2 separate regions of the Drosophila melanogaster genome follow, and region 2 is linked to region 1. Evidence: chromatin contacts called from public Hi-C data. All regions are on one chromosome and are shown on one strand. The core of a region is the stretch at or near the end of the contact, and the rest is flanking DNA. Distances in the headings are between cores, read along the strand shown. Region 1 holds the start of CG31075. Region 2 overlaps RYa-R (RYamide receptor).

Region 1 (2,743 bases), core at 41-2,540:
GACTCACCTTATCTCCCTCGGAGACTTGGACAATCTCCTTGGATGTAGCCGGATTGAAGGTGGCAAAGGTCTTGCCCGACACCGAATCAACGAACTCATTGTTGATGAAAAGCTATAAATAAATAAATCAAGTGAGTTTTGATTTAGTGGAAAGTAAATGGAACCAATGGAATCTTTTCCGCCACCTGACAGTAATTGGGTTCGCACTGGGCATAAGTATGATCAAATTTCGACCACTTTCGTGAAACAGCCAATTGGTGTGCCAGTAGTTTTTGCAATTTGTTCATCATTGTTAGCCCAGTTTGTCAGCGATTACTTATCCGCTCAAACAAGTTATCAACCCCCCCGATTGGCCCATTTCAATTTGCCGGGGACACGCGATAATGTAAACACTGTAAAGTGTAATTCTAGTCACGATTCCAAATTGTCGAGCATGTAAAAAATACAAAACTGTTGACAATAAACCAAAGCAGTTTGAGGCTGTTATCTAGTGTTGATTTAAATTATAATGGGTCGTTGGGCGATATGAAATCGTACGACCAGCGTTCTTAAACTTTCAAGATAAAGTAGTCCGCTTATTGTAATCAATTGGAAACAATAATGAATATAGAGAAGTGGGCGTTAAAAATAAGGGCATTATAAGGAGTTTTTACTTTACAGAGAAAGAATCTTTATTAAATATTCGACTAATTGATTAGTTTTCTTTTATATATAATATTTTTTCATAATTTCGCCATTGTAAATGAGCGTTCAAAGTCTTATTCGTATCAGAAAAAAGTTCATGTTGGTCCCCAACGAATGTTTTCTTATCAGCATAGCAAACATCTTAATTATTATTGCTCTATTTCTTTTTTTTTTTTTTTTTCGAATCTGTTTATTTTTTTCATCCCACATCTGTTGATAACAATTTAAGCCCTCTATCTCCGAACAAACTAATTGCTGTTTTTTTTTTAAAATAATCGTACATATGCGTAAGGAGGCCAAAATTGCAAGTATTTGTACATATGTACTTAAATTGCGACACAAACGAGTTTGATGTGTTTCACTAGGCAGCTTACTTTAAATCATTTAACTTGTAATGCAGAAAGTGGAAGTTCAATGCACCTAGCTTAAGTGCAGCGCAGTAAGAGGGATTTGCATTATTTAATAGACAGCTGCCCACACACAATATTTATACTCACTTTTGTGTACTTGGGCTTGGCGTTGGGATCGGCCATATTGAGCGATATATACACCTTCAAGAACTGGAATAGAAACCGGCTGTCTGGGAGACGTCGCGAAACTGAAACTGAAATGCTGCCAGATGCCGATTTATATAGAGCCCCGATAACTGGCTATCAGCGATTTGTTTTGCACTGCCGTTCATCAGATTCTCACTTTGCTTGTGGTCCTCCTCTGAATTATCATTTGCCGGCCGGCATATACAAGTGCCCTACAATGTGTACGGATTGTCCATCGATTCTTTAAGTTATATGGCTTAAATATGGTTATATCAGAATTTTTAGTTAAATATATTGTTTTTAATACTACATTTATTTTTACTATACTTGGTGATATTGATTTATCACAAAAAATTATTAATGACACTTGTTTGTAATTTGACCACTGTAAGCTTTTGGGAGCGGTTGATGTCTTGGCTAGATATCCAAGACACTGTCTTATACGGATTGTGTCTAGGATGTGGTCTTATACTTTAGCTTGTATAAAATGCCCAAACTTCAATTAATAGATCAATGGGTAATATAGGGAGTTTTAAAATTTACTTCATTAAATATAAATAGGTTAAATAGTCTTATTTGCTTATAATTTCAGACACTTGTCGTCTGGATAAGCTGTTTGCCATTGTAATTTTTTATGGGGAAACTTTCGTATTTGTAGGTGCGTTGAACCAGTCCATGATCCAGAAATTTCAGTTTACTCAGCGACTGTGCAATGTAGTTGCTGAAACAGATCGGCAGCTATGTATAGATAGATCAATATTGTAACAGACACACCCACCTATAGTACTCGTAGTCGTAGCGCAGGTATGTGGAGAACGGCTGCAGTTCCAAGCCATCCGGGCAGATCGGATTGCCATGGAGGCTCAAATACTGCAGATTGGGAAAGAACTTTCTGATCAGTCGCATTGTCGTCGGCAGGTCACTGAACTGGAATCGATAAGAAATTGCAATTTTCGACGTTTATTTCTAATATACAGCAATTGAACTGTGATTCTGTGGCTTCACCTCATTTTTGTTGAGCATCAGTACTTCCAATTGTGGCAGCGGGCAAGTCAGTGTCCTCAAATGAGCCTCATGCATGCGATTGCTGTCCAGCACCAAATGACGCAGCTGCTCGAAGTCCGCCAACCAAGACAGATCCTTTAGACAATTGTGACTTAGATCCAGTTGCTCTACATGATCAGCATGCTTCTTAACTAATTCCTGGGGCAGTGTTCGTAAATTCTGTTGCACCAAAATGAGCTAAACCGGTAGACAAAATAAAAGAGATACGACTTTTAATCTTGGCTAGATAAGCTTGATTTTCCTACCTGACTGTCGTTATTTTCAGGCCTTTCCATTGCTCTGAGATAAATCGTATCTGTGGTTAGCGAGATACCTCACCGGCGATCTCCTCGTGAGCAACTGAAATGAGTGCTCGATTGTGCTGCATTCCGTAGCCGAATGCTTTTGTTTTTGGACTGTCTCTTTATTTTTTCATTTTAATTTTTTAAATACCCTACATACATGATTTTTCTGGGCAT
Region 2 (2,700 bases), core at 132-2,631, 68 kb after region 1:
GAGTCAGCACTTCAGTCGGCCAAGGCATAAAGACTTCTCCAGACGCCAGATGATGTTGCAGTTTCCGCCCACAGTCGAAGAGTGCCCTAGAAGAAAATCAACTTTTAAATCATAATTTTTAAAGAAATAATCACATTTAAAAAAAAAAACACTTTTTCTTCCTGTGTGGGGTTAGGGAAAGTTGATGCCAGAGTTCATTCGTCTGCAGACACATGTTGGGGCCAAAGGTCACAGCTGGAGGAGACGCGTGTCCAGGCGTCAAGGGAAAAAAACAGCATGAACATATTTGTATAAACATTCATTACGAGCTTGCTTGGGCGCACTGTGTTTGCTCCTCGTCTTGCTGCTTTGACGTCCAACAACGCGGCGTATACTTAATGTTGACATTGTTAACACTACCCGGCTGGATGGTCGACTAACGAGCCATTAAAGCGAATCAAATGGCCGCGTTGAGCACTCGTTAAGTTTGCCCAGCTAAGCTGTAGACTGGAACGGGAAACTGCATCTGAAATGGGAGAATCGCCCGACAACAAAGGCGGCCAATAAAACGACTTGGCGGGTTCATAAAATGCAACTACCAGCTGGCCCAGCGGAAAACTGCCTCCAAATGCACCCATCTGACATCAGAAAATTGTCGGAGACCGAGATTCGCATCCCCAACGAATCTGGAGTCCGTTCATAATCCCCTGCGATTGAGCAAGATTCAAGATTGTAGTCGCATTACCCGCCGATTATGCCATAATATTTGCATGCAAATATGATTCTATTTATATCCTTGCAAGTCTGCCTTTTAAGAACTCATCTTTGACTTTGCATTTGATTCGTCTATTGCCCTTTGCATCAACAAAACTTTATTATACATTCAAATAAAAAAAATTTAAAAAGTACATATTTCAGTTTCTGAAATCCTTGGAAACCATTTTCGCATAATTAGCTAAAACATTTTATGTTATGAGGCTTCGAAATAACTTTTCTGCAATCTAAGAAAACAATTTTTTTTTAGTGTAAGAGATTTTAGATGTGCAAACTGAATGTATCATGCCTTTGTTTCAGGCCGTTAAACTTTATGTCTAGTTTTTTATTCAGGTGGTCACGTTAAAGAGACGTGGCCACTGAGTTCATCGTTAAAGTAAACTAAGCCACCATATTCGCAATTCAGGTCGATTGTATTTGCTTGCAGAAAAACAATCCAAACTCCTCTGAATTGGGCAACTTTTATAGTATATGTGATTAAAGCCCCGTGACTTACCTAAATAAATGATTTAGGATATCCTTGATATATGGGCTTTTTTTCCGTTCACGGAGGTAGAGTTTTATATGTAACTTGCGTGTCAAATAGAAAAGTAAAATTGATGACCTTTCTGTAGAGAATGAGGAAAGTTTTCGCAGCCTAAGAGTAGGCTACACAAATGTCACATTTGCTTGCCAGGCTCAAAGGGAATCATATTTCCTAAACCTCATGATGTTACGATGAAAATAAGTTGCAATAGGCCATAAGGGCGAGTCATTGCCCTATATAAATAAACTTGAACTGGGTGGTTTTATGTTTTATGGTGGGAATCGCAAACAACAGATTTTACGGCTCAACAGTCTGGAAAACGAAGGTCAAGGTCGTTGTGTCATAAAAAAATTCGCGGAATAAATTCGCGAGTCCTATGAATAGACTCTGACTTTTAGTGTTCTTGAATTAACCTCCTCACCACTTTCAGATGGTCAAAATGATGCTGACGGTTGTGATTGTGTTCACCTGCTGTTGGCTGCCCTTCAATATTTTGCAGGTGGGTTCTTCGTTGCCGGTGAATAATCAACAATTAACTCGAATTATATTCTATAGCTTTTACTGAACGACGAGGAGTTCGCCCACTGGGATCCTCTGCCGTATGTGTGGTTCGCGTTTCACTGGCTGGCCATGTCGCACTGCTGCTACAATCCGATCATCTACTGCTACATGAACGCCCGTTTCAGGAGCGGATTCGTCCAGCTGATGCACCGTATGCCCGGCCTGCGTCGCTGGTGCTGCCTGCGGAGCGTCGGTGATCGCATGAACGCAACTTCCGGTGAGATGACTACGAAGTACCATCGCCATGTCGGCGATGCCCTATTCCGGAAACCCAAAATATGCATTAGGTGCAAGACCCTTCACTTAGTATCCGTTTCCGTTTTCCTATTCGTATTGTTGCGATTTTGGTTCATTTAAAGCCAGTTGATAATCATGTGGATCGTCCATAGTCCGTAGCCTTGCATGCCAATTAGGAAGCACAACAAACACGCTACCGCATGAATTGCACCAAACTGCATCTTCCCGTTCGCTAGCTTTCAATTTTAAATCATTTTCTAACAGTATCCTCTCGTTTACACGTACAACTGGCAAAAAAAACAAAAAAAAAGGAACGGGTCCAGCACTTCCTCTCAATCGAATGAACACATCCACCACCTACATCAGCGCTCGTCGAAAGCCACGAGCGACATCTTTGCGAGCGGTAAGTTCAAAACATTTTAGAAGATTACTTAAGATATATTTACAAAAATACGAAGTTGTTTAATTGAATATGGAATGTCGAAGATCTTGCCAAAGATATTTCATTTTCCTTCGGCAAACTATTAAAATATTAATACATATGTATGTTCTCCTACTCGTTACGCCTCTATTAAACTAGAACCCATTATCGTGCGGCGAGACGTCACCACTGCGGTAGCTGT

What was found. Hi-C and Micro-C count contacts between places; a contact is called where the count stands out from the background.
Region 2: a contact with region 1 is called in a Hi-C map of the Kc167 cell line, with 2.5 times the contacts expected there. The contact joins the enhancer-like site here to the promoter of CG31075 in region 1. A contact is called at or near these places in 1 of 1 datasets of contacts at CTCF or cohesin (the Kc167 cell line), 14 of 107 Hi-C or Micro-C datasets (the Clone 8 cell line, the Kc167 cell line, the OSC cell line and 4 more) and 3 of 6 datasets of contacts at active chromatin or transcription factors (the Kc167 cell line and the S2 cell line).

What each region holds. Positions count from the first base shown.
Region 1 is chr3R:26,987,227-26,989,969 of dm6, forward strand. CG31075 reads right to left here and starts at 1,291. Exons shown (of 5, transcript NM_170304.2): 1 at 1,182-1,291; 2 at 8-112. The coding sequence starts at 1,217. CG31076 reads right to left here and starts at 2,626. Exons shown (of 4, transcript NM_170305.2): 1 at 2,531-2,626; 2 at 2,226-2,462; 3 at 1,999-2,147; 4 at 1,809-1,941. The coding sequence starts at 2,560. The coding sequence ends at 1,809.
Region 2 is chr3R:27,054,995-27,057,694 of dm6, forward strand. It overlaps RYa-R (RYamide receptor), which reads left to right. Exons shown (of 8, transcript NM_079801.4): 5 at 1,710-1,778; 6 at 1,835-2,057; 7 at 2,389-2,480; 8 at 2,658-2,700. The coding sequence ends at 2,696. Among named protein-coding and RNA genes, the nearest start is that of CG34292, 5.9 kb to the right of the region's middle. Within about 2 kb of position 1,382, at least 21 of the 39 cell types and tissues checked have an H3K27ac peak or open chromatin away from gene starts, as enhancers often do. A contact at or near this core is called in the Kc167 cell line, the S2 cell line and wing imaginal disc, where this site is marked.